Regions from separate parts of the Mus musculus genome. Here region 2 is linked to region 1. Evidence: chromatin contacts called from public promoter capture Hi-C data. All regions are on one chromosome and are shown on one strand. Each heading gives the region's core, a stretch centred on a gene start, on an enhancer-like site or on the middle of the called end of the contact. The rest is flanking DNA. Distances are from core to core; before and after follow the strand shown. Region 1 holds the start of Anpep (alanyl (membrane) aminopeptidase). Region 2 holds the start of Rhcg (Rhesus blood group-associated C glycoprotein).

Region 1 (5,198 bases), core at 1,838-4,337:
TTCAAGACAGGGTTTCTCTGTGTAGCCCTGGCTATCCTAGAACTTGCTCTGTAGATCAGGCTGGCCTCAAACTCAGAGTTCTGCTGGCCCCAGCCTTCCCAGCCAGCTTTATTGTTGTTGTTGCTGCTGATAGTGTTTACGTTAAAAATCTGTGAGCTACACAGATTTTTCAGTGTCGCTCAGGCTGACCTTGAAATAGAGATCCTCCTGCCTCAGCAAGGATTGCAGACAGGATACATCACTAGTTAGTAAGTAGCCCCCCTCCCTCATCCCTTGCTTCCCCTCAGACTCTCTGGGTTTTGAGCCCCTGTATGCTGGATAAGTATTTTACCACTGAACTGGGAGCAAAAACAACAACAAAAATCTTGTAGTTAAAATCTTTATTTACTTTATCAAGAGTTATCCAGTATCTTTCCAGGCCTATGCCTATGATCCCAGTACTTAGGAGGCAGAGGCAAGAGAATTATGAATTCGGGCCAGCCTTGGCTACATAGTGAGTTCCAGCTTGGCCATAGAAGCTGGCCAGCTTGGGCTATAGGAGACAATGTCTTAAAAAAACAAACAAAACGGGCTGGAGAGACAGCTCTGCGGTTAATGCTGACTGCTCTTCCAGGGGTCCTGGTCACCACGCCTGCTCTTTACATGGGAGCCGGGGATCTTATATTTGCACAGCAAGCACACTCACCCACTGAGTCATGTTCCTAGCTCATAATGCTGACATTTTAATGTTTTTACCCCCTTTCTTCTCACGTTATTTTGAAATTTTAATTCTTTATGTAGTCAAATGTATTGATTTTTCTTTAGAGGCCTCAGATTTGCTAAAACACTTAAACAGGCTCTCTTTCTTCTCAGGTTCCCCTTTTAAAAAATCCCCCTGTGGTTTCACTGAAATATGTATGTTTTGCTATATATGAAATATTACATACATTTACTTCAGTGGTAGAGATCCATTGAGCCCAGGGCCTTGAACATTCTCTATCCATTTAGCCATGCCCCAAGCCAAAACATGACGTGTTTTTAATGATGGTATGGTATGTCACCATATGAGAGGACTATAATTTATTTAGCCAAGCCCCTATTGCAGAATGCTTAAGCTATGTTTTCCTTTCCACTACTATGAATTATACAGCAGCAAGAAGCCTATACATACATTTTCAACTCCCTTAGGCTGAGTTCCCGAAAACCACCTTCATTCTCAACCCCACAGCTTCCTCAAAGAGCAGGCGCCCTTCTCCTACTGCAGGTTCCTCTCAATACACCCCCTGTCCAAGACTGAGGTGGGAGCGTGCCCAGAGTTCACTCTCTCTTGGCCTGCCTTAGCCCATCTTTGATTTGTCAGCCATGCCAGATATGACAGAGGAAGTAGGCAGGCGTGGGTCTTGAAGCAAAAGGAAATCTGAAATTGACTCTCAGAGCTCTCCGGGGCCCACTGACTCTTATTTTGCAGGCAACTCACAACTCTAGGAAAGCTGCAATCCAGCAGAACAGTTAGAATTGCCTCATGGCTTTGCCTAAAGGCACCCTGGCCCAGCCATCTGATCCCAAAAGAAGGGACAGTTTGAGAAGAAAACAAGGCTAGTCTGGGACAAGGTGTGACTCAGTAGGAGGGCAATCGCATAGCAACCCCCTGGCCATGAGGTAGGGCAAGAGTAGAGCTAAGCTGTCTAGCAATGGAGAGGATGGGAATGTAGAGAGGACATCATTTACGATGCCTCTAAACCGGAGTTCCTACAGGTAAGTAGAGGTATGGGGTTCGACAGCTCAGGGTCTCCCTTGGAACAGGGAGATCACCTTGAATTATATGGGTGCATCGCATGGGAGAAGCCAGTCAGTATCAGAATGACAAAGCCGAGAGTTGAAGCACCGGTCACTCCTCGCTCCAAAGGTGGCCTCAAGCCAAGGAATGTGGGTGCCTCTAGCCATCGGAAAAGACAAAGATGCTCTCTCTTAGAGCTTCCAGAAGGGAAGCTTCCCACGGACACCCCGAGTTTCAGTACAGTGAGTCTGATTTATAAACAGTATGAGAATAAGCATGTGTCTTTTAAAGTTTGTGTTATTATAGCAGCAATAGGAAACTAATAGAAATGGTACCCTGAATTGCCAATAAAAAAGATGCCCAGGGAGGGAGTGCCCTGGAACACACAGTATCTCGAAGCGGAATGGGGACAAGAAGCATAAACTCCTGGATGCAATCCTTTATTTGCTAGAGGCTTCTAATAACTTTGACTTCTTGAAGACAGCCTAGGTGTCAAGAGTTAGCCAGAGCTTGGCCTGGAGAGGCTGAAGTCAAGGTCAGTCTGGGCTACAGTGAGTTCAAGGTCAGCCTGGATGATTCAGTGAGCCCTTTCCTTTAAAAAGAAATAAAAGAAAAAAGAAAAGGGCTGAGGATGTAGCTCACGGCTGAGCACTTATCTAGTACGCATGAGGCACTGGACTTAAACCACAGTACTAGAAGAAAATAAGGGAGGGAGGGAGAGAGGGAGAGAGGGAGGAAGGGGAGAAAGAGAAAGGAAGAAAAAGTTAGAATTGGTGGATGATCCAGGCTCATGGAAAAAGTGTAGCAGTGAAGCAGGATTGTTGCTAGTTTGAGCTTGGCCTGGACTACATAATAAGTTCGGAGGAAGAGGAGGAGGAGGAGGAGGAGGAGGAGGAGGAGGAGGAGGAGGAGGAGGAGGAGGAGGAGGAGGAAGAAGAAGAAGAAGAAGAAGAAGAAGAAGAAGAAGAAGAAGAAGAAGAAGAAGAAGAAGAAGAAGAAGAAGGAAGAAGAAGAAGAAAAGATAATCAGATTAAGTTCTGTGGAAAGCCTCCAGAACTGTGGGGATTATCCTGTAAACTTTTGAGGCTGTGAGCCCCTCCCTCCAGCTGCAGATGTCTCCCAGATGTGGTGGGCGAGACACTGGGACAGCGGCGGCGCGAAGTGTGGGTGGGTGAGGGCGAGAGGTCTGGGTCTGGCGCGCTGGGGGCCAGGGGCCGCACCGTCGGGGGAGCGGCTGTTTGCGTGCAGGCGGGGAGGAGCGCGGGCGGAGCCGGGTGGGGGGGGGCGGGTGTAGTTCGGGCGGAGCGGTGGTGGGCTCGGGTTACTTCCCTTTAACCCGCCAGAGCAGGCGGGCGGAGGCGAGGCAGGAGCAGCTCGGAGAAGCGTGCAGTCCTAGGCAAGTGTGGGAAGGCAGCCATGGGCTGCGGAAGTTTGGGGACACCGGGTGTGGGGCTTGGCATCTGGGGTGCGGGAGCCAACTGAAGCTTCTGCCCCTACTCAGATGGGTAAACTGAGGTCCGGGAGCTGCCGAAGCTGTTGGAGTGAGTCCCCGAGGGTGCCAGCGGCTCTTGGCCTCCAGGTGTCTGCAGGGCTCCGAGGGAAGCTCCGGCCTTGGTGACAGAAGATGGCCAGGCCTGGAGAAAAAGGGGTGGCTGGAGCCCAGGAACGGTAGCTGGAGTCTGGTGGCCAGACTCAAGGGTTAGAGGGCGGGTGGTGAGGGACACATAGAGGACGGAGCCAGAGATGAGAGGATACAGAATGGCTGAAGTATAGAGGACTAGGGATGGCGCGAGTGGAACAGAAGGTGCACGCTGACCCCTGGAAGTCACGGAGCAAAGACACATGTTTCTGCTCTACAGTCCCAGTCGGGTTAGAGCGGCGGCCCTGGCCCTGTGCCCCAGCCTCTGTGAGGAGACGGGAACTAGACTTTATCCTAGACCCTCGGTTGCTGTGCTCGTCCCATGCATAGATAGGCATGCCTCCTGGATGCGCACCAGGATTCTGCTGCGGTGGCCTCCAGAGAGCAGAGCTGGTGGCAACCCAAGCTTTTTCAGCAGAGGGGTCTTTCCAAATAGACTACCTCCAATAAGGCAGGCTGCCTGCCCTGGAGAGTCTGGGCTTTGGTGACTTAAAACCCAATCCTGCTCTGAGGATACCAGTGACATGTGCTGTTGGGAGATTTCAGGGCACTTCTGTGACTGATGGATCTGAGGTCTAGGGATGTCAGGACCTTGGCCAGTTTATTTGTGAAAGTAGAACTTGGAGCAGGTGGCCTCCCACCTCTGTCAGCGTGGGTGGCTAGTAAGAAGGAGGTGGCCCGGCACCAAACAGGAAGACTGGCCACAATTCCCCATGGGGAAGGGAGCTTTTCCTACATGTGACAGGCCAGGTACAGGAACTAGGACTGTGGCTACGGTGGATTGTGGAATACCTGAGCAATGAGCTGTATAGCTTAGGTTGGCTTGGATCTCTAGGCAATCCTCCTGCCTCAGCCTCTGGATTTGATTATGGTACTCTCCCCCAACTCCACAGGATTTGAACCTAGGGTCACATGCATACCCTGCAGAGTTCCTGAGGGGGCCGCTGCAAGGTGCTCGCCCTTCAGCCCAGAATCCCAGCAGGCTGGTAGCCACTCACCTCAGGCTGAGGGATCCTATAGATTATACCTATGAGGGCAGGGCAAGGCCTCTGCAGAACTGTGTTTGTAGCAGTTTCTGCTGACCCCCGTCTTATGAGTATCACTTCTCAGAACAGTTCCCCATTCCTGATCATGGTCTGACTGAAGGGAATCTGTCCTTCTTGTGGCCTTTAAAGCCACTTCCATCAAAGAAAGTGTGGGACTGTATGACTAGTGCACTTCGCTTGCCCTACAAAGCCCCTCTGTCCCTGCCCCACAGGGACACTGCTCTGGCTCACAAAGGTCAACCTGCCATGGGTTTAATGTGGTTCCCACAGAATGGAGTGTCCAGAGCTCCCAAAGGAAGCACCCTGGGGATTGGCCCAGCCCAGCCCAATCCAGCTGTGACATGGGGATAGGCCATCAGCCAGGATGGTCCTGCTCTGGGGCCTGGTTTTAACCCTGGCTCTATACACTGCTACTTCAGAGTGGGAAGAGAGGCTACACACTATCCCCGAATTCCCTGCTGTGTAGTCTCACAGTGCTGACACCAGAACTCAGAGAGCTTTGGAGATAAACTGAGATGTGGTATGGAGCCCAGACTACCTAGTGTATGTGTGGTGTGCTTGCCTGTGTGTGCCTATGTTTGTGTGGTATGTTTGTGTTTGTTTGTGTGTGTGTTGTATGGTTGTGGGTATATGTGTGTATATAGTATGTTTGTGTATGATATGTGTACGTGTGTGTTGATGTGTGGCATGTATGTATATTTGTGGTGTGTGTTTGTATGTGGTGTGAGTATGTGTGTGTTTGTGTATGTGTCTGGTG
Region 2 (4,809 bases), core at 1,615-4,114, 230 kb after region 1:
TTACCATGAAGCATTGGTCTGCCTGGAATGTGCTGGCCTCGACCTCACAGAGATCCCATTGCCTGTCTCTTGAGCCCTGAGATTAAAGGTGTACACCACTGTGTCCAGCCTAGTAGTTCTGGGAATAAAAAACTGAGGCAGGGAGGATAACTCAGGGATGGATGGAGTGCTTGCTTACTATGTCCAAAGTCCTGAATCCACCTCTAGGACCAAAAAAAAAAAAAAAAAAAAAAAAAAATGCTTGAGCACTGTTATATATTGACATCTTAAATAAATGAATGCTTTTGTTATCCGGAATGTTAGTGCAGCAGAACCATGCTTGCTTTCCGCAAGGTGACACGATTTTTTTTTTAATATTAATTCATGGTGACCTATGAGTTGAATGGCCCAGAAATGTGACCAAGGCGGGAGTGGGGGTGGGGAAACCATCTGATAACAGTGTCTTCCTTCAGCCTTGAGTTCCTTGTGCTCTGAATACACTCACTGCCCAGCCTATCAAATCCAGGCCCTCTGTGAAGGGCAATGTCAGGGCTCCCTTATGCTACTCGTGAGGAACCAGGCTGGCCTGTGACTCCAGGGCTGACCCACAGAGGTTCTCTAGGGCTCTTCAGTCAGCATCCTGGACCTGGGTCACACTATTCTGGGTCCAGTAAGCAGTCCCTAAAAGAGAGTCCAGGTTCCAGCCATATAGGGGTGCCAGGGGGCTCTGATAGAGGCATGGGCAGCCCTTGGCATGAGTGTGCCACCTCTGCTTCCTTATCTAGCCCTAAGGTAGTCGTTCTGCTGAGTAGGCCTCGTACATATCCTTGCCAGGCCTGTTCTCAGAGACAGTGCCACCCGCTGGCTCTTCTCAGTCAGTGTCTGTTCCTTCATGGAACCAAGAGGCCTGGGGATCTGCCTGCATGTGACAACTGTCTGTGCACCCCACTTCTCTCCATTGTCATGGGCCTAGATGTCACCCCCATTAAGGATGTGCTTGCCTGACATCAAGCCTCTTTTTACCTCTGGCCGTGAAGGACCAACAGCATGGTGGGTCTCAGCCTTTGAAAGCAAATGGCCTAGGGTATGAATCTCTCTCTGGTAAGGTCTTCAGCCTACCAGAGAACTCAATTTCACTTCCAGCATGTGGCTACAACATCTACCTTATGAACTGCTGCAAATTTAAAGGTACATAGGAGAATTTTCCCACAGCAGGCTCTTACTAAATGTTCCCTCTTGCTGGCAAGGCTCCTTTGGTGTTTGGTTGTTTCCAAACATGACAATGCTCTGCTGAGGATTAGGACCTTGCGTGGTTAGAAACACATACTGCAGGCTGGAGAGATGGCTCAGTGGTTAAGAGCACTGACTGCTCTTCCAGAGGTCCTGAGTTCAATTCCCAGCAACCACATGGTGGCTCACAACCATCTGTAATGAGATCTGATGCCCTCTTCTGGGGTGTCTGAAGACAGCTACAGTGTACTCATGTATATAAAATAAATAAATCTTAAAAACCATACACTGCTCTTACAGAGGACCCAAATTCAGTTCCCAGCACACACATGCGGTGCCTCACAGCTCCCTGTAACTTCTGGTCCAGGACCAAATGCCTTTGGCTTCCACGGGTGTCTGCACGCAAGTGGACACATGCCTCCAGGGAACAACTTGTGGGAGTTGGTTCTCTCTTCCCACCATGTGGGTCTGAGGGCTCTAACTCAAGACTTGATGGCAGGCATCTTTACCAGCTGAGTCATCTTGCCAGGTCCAGCATCCTTCTTAAAAGCAAGATGAGCCGGGCAGTGGTGGTGCACGCCTTTAATCCCAGCACTTGGGAGGCAGAGGCAGGCAGATTTCTGAGTTTGAGGCCAGCCTGGTCTACAGAATGAGTTTCAGGACAGCCAGGGCTACACAGAGAAACCCTGTCTGGGAAAAAATAAAAACAACAACAAAAAAAAGCAAGATAACTGATGCTTGTGTTCTAGCCAGTTCCTACTGTTGGACAGTGTGTCTGGAATCAGTGGCACAAGCTTAGGGATTCTTAGGTCTTTCCATGTGTCCATGAATTCCTTCCCATGTACTTCCATCGGCGCCAGATTTACAGCCTTACTTGCCAATAGGTAATACATGTGGCTGAGCATTGATCATTGTGTGGGGAACTCTGCAGACTCCACTATGCCAGCATGGGGTACCACTGTCTTGTGGAAGGAAGGGAGGAAGGAAGGAAGGAAGGAAGGAAGGAAGGAAGGAAGGAAGGAAGGAAGACATAAATAAAATAAAATAAAGATGTAAAGAGTTGGGGAGATGTCTATTTATGTTGAGTAGCACAAGCTGTATGTGAATAATATTCCAACGGTCATTCCTGTGCCCTCTCGGACAGGCTTGAAAGACTAAATGCATGTAGATGGCATAGAACTGATGGTTTTCATTTTCTTCCTCATGCTTTTCTGTACCCGCCCCCCCACGCTTCTCGGGTCTGGGGCAGTCTCTCCTTTTTCCTTTACTTTCTATTCATTCATCTCCTTTAAAGTTCATGAACTGAAAAAGGAAAGGATCTTAAGTGGTGGGTAGCTCAAGTCGGAGGCTTGAGGCAGGATTGCCAAGTGTTTGAAACCAGCCTAGATTACCGAAGGTGTGTCCTAAAAAGGATGAGGGGAGGGGGGTGATGGGGATAGTGATTCCAGTCTGGGAATTCTTTGTTCTAATCTGGATGAGTGATGAGCATCCTCTCTCCCAGTTCACCCGAACAGGGCGGGAAAGGCCAGGCATCGACGGGACGCGCAGAAGTTGGGGCGTTCTACATCTTCCTTCTGCCCTGCTCCCATCACCTGGAGCTTTCCTTCTAGGGGTACTGGGCTCGGGAGGCCCCGCGGGACTCTCGCCGGTTGGGTAGAGCCCGAGGCGCGTGGGCGGCACCATGGTCAGCTGTTCCGCGTCCGCCCCGCCCAGTGTCCCGGTCCTTTAAGCGTCTCCCTGGTCTCGGAGCCCAGCGTTCAGAGCAAGCGGCCAGCAGTGCGGAGCATGGCCTGGAACACCAACCTTCGGGGGCGGCTGCCCATCACCTGCCTGATCCTGCAAGTGACCATGGTGGTTCTCTTTGGCGTGTTCGTGCGCTACGACATCCAAGCCGATGCTCACTGGTGGTTGGAGAAGAAGCGCAAGAACATCTCCAGCGACGTTGAGAACGAGTTTTACTATCGCTACCCGAGTAAGTCCTATGGCCCGCAGATTCACTTAAGGAGTCTCCTGATAGACCCTAGCTAGTTGGGCGGGCGCCTGACTGGGCTCCGCATTAGGTCCGCCCCTGGCTCTGACAGGCTGGAGATGGAGGGGGCCAATGATGCCCCACAGTTCCCAGCTGGTCCCAGGGTAGAATCTGCACCAGGGTACAGCCTGAGCCAGTCACTGGAGAAATGGTCAGATGTGCTCACACTTTGAAAGTCTGGTAGAGGCAGTCACCTGAAACAAGTGGGCCGATTTTGTGATTGTTGTTTGGTTAGTTTGAGTTTTTTTTTTCTTCTTCTTCTTCTTCTTCTTTTTATTTAACCTTCATCTCTCTCCCAGCCATCAGATGCCTCCTGTGTCCCTGGCCTACTTGGTGTCGTCAAAAGCCAGAATTCCACCTTTACCACCTAAGTAGCAGGTGATCTGGCTTGCACACACCTCACATATAGATAGATGTCAGGGATCACAATGATGGCATGATAGCTCTCCACTTCTGATACTGAGACTGTGTGTGGGACCAGAGGTGGTGCTGGGCCACAAGGTCCCAGGGTTTGGGAAAAAGCCAGTGGCCACCCTTCCTTTTCCTGGGATTTTTCTGCATCCGTGAAGCTATGAAGCTATGGCTAAGAATATGGCTGTAGGGGCTGGAGAGATGGCTCAACAGTTAAGAGCATTGGCTACTTTTCCAGAAGACCAGGGGTTTGATTCTTAGCCCTTAAATGGTTGCTCACAACCATCTATAACTCCAGTTCCAGGGAATCTGATGCCCTCTTTTGCCCTCCCTGGGCACCAGGCACACATGTCAAGCATTCAGGTAAAACACTCTAACAGATTTTTAAAAGACGATGAAGAAGAATATGGCCCTTAAGTGACAAACCTCTCTTCTATCGTGGCTCTGCTGCTTCAGGGTGGGCGGTCTCAGGCCGGTGCCAATCAAAATGAACCTTAACTTCCTTCTCTATGGGGTGATGGTGTGAGGAGGGGTGTGAGGGACAGGACTGGGAGCAATCCTCACTTTACAACAAAGCAGTCAATCACAAGAGCACTACACACAGGCACCTTAAGACTTTAGGCATCTCTGGGAGCTTATGAGCAGCCCAAGGTCACTCCAGGCAGCCTAACCTTGGACTCCCAGCCCAGGACCCAGTCATTGCCCTTGTGCTTTCTGAGAGTTTCCACTTTGTCCACTAGCAGCCAATGACAATTCCTCTACCAGTTGGTGCTCATGCAGTCATGGGCCATTGAATTTTTTTTTGAGGGAACTCTGAAGGTTTTCTCTCCAGCAGCTGCCTATATCAACCTTTGTTCCCTCTGTGGCTTGTATGCTCAGCAGCGGAGCATTCTCTGTTTCTGGAAATAAAGGGGCTCAATTCAGGGCTGTGTGTTTCAAAAGAGGTCTCGGCATCTGTAGTTTCAGAATCCATAGTGCAAACCCGCTTTTCATGTTGCCAAACTTTCCCCTTCTGGGTGAGGACCTGGTAAGCGAGCGGGGAAGCAGGCGAGCTTAGTATTCTTCTTTTTTTTTTTTTTTTTTTGGTTTTCCAAGACAGGGTTTCTCTATGTAGCCCTGGCTGACCTGGAACTCACTTTGTAGACCAGGCTGGCCTCGAA

Evidence for each region. Capture Hi-C pulls out chosen DNA fragments and counts their contacts.
Region 2: a promoter capture Hi-C map of adipose tissue shows a contact between it and region 1. The contact joins the promoter of Rhcg here to the promoter of Anpep in region 1. A contact is called at or near these places in 3 of 39 promoter capture datasets (embryonic stem cells, stem cell-derived epiblast-like cells and trophoblast stem cells), 2 of 484 Hi-C or Micro-C datasets (both in embryonic stem cells) and 2 of 9 other capture datasets (adipose tissue and liver).

What each region holds. Positions count from the first base shown.
Region 1 is chr7:79,846,099-79,851,296 of GRCm38.p6, reverse strand. It overlaps Anpep (alanyl (membrane) aminopeptidase), which reads left to right and starts at 3,087. Exons shown (of 21, transcript NM_008486.3): 1 at 3,087-3,152.
Region 2 is chr7:79,615,712-79,620,520 of GRCm38.p6, reverse strand. It overlaps Rhcg (Rhesus blood group-associated C glycoprotein), which reads left to right and starts at 2,864. Exons shown (of 11, transcript NM_019799.3): 1 at 2,864-3,181. The coding sequence starts at 2,995.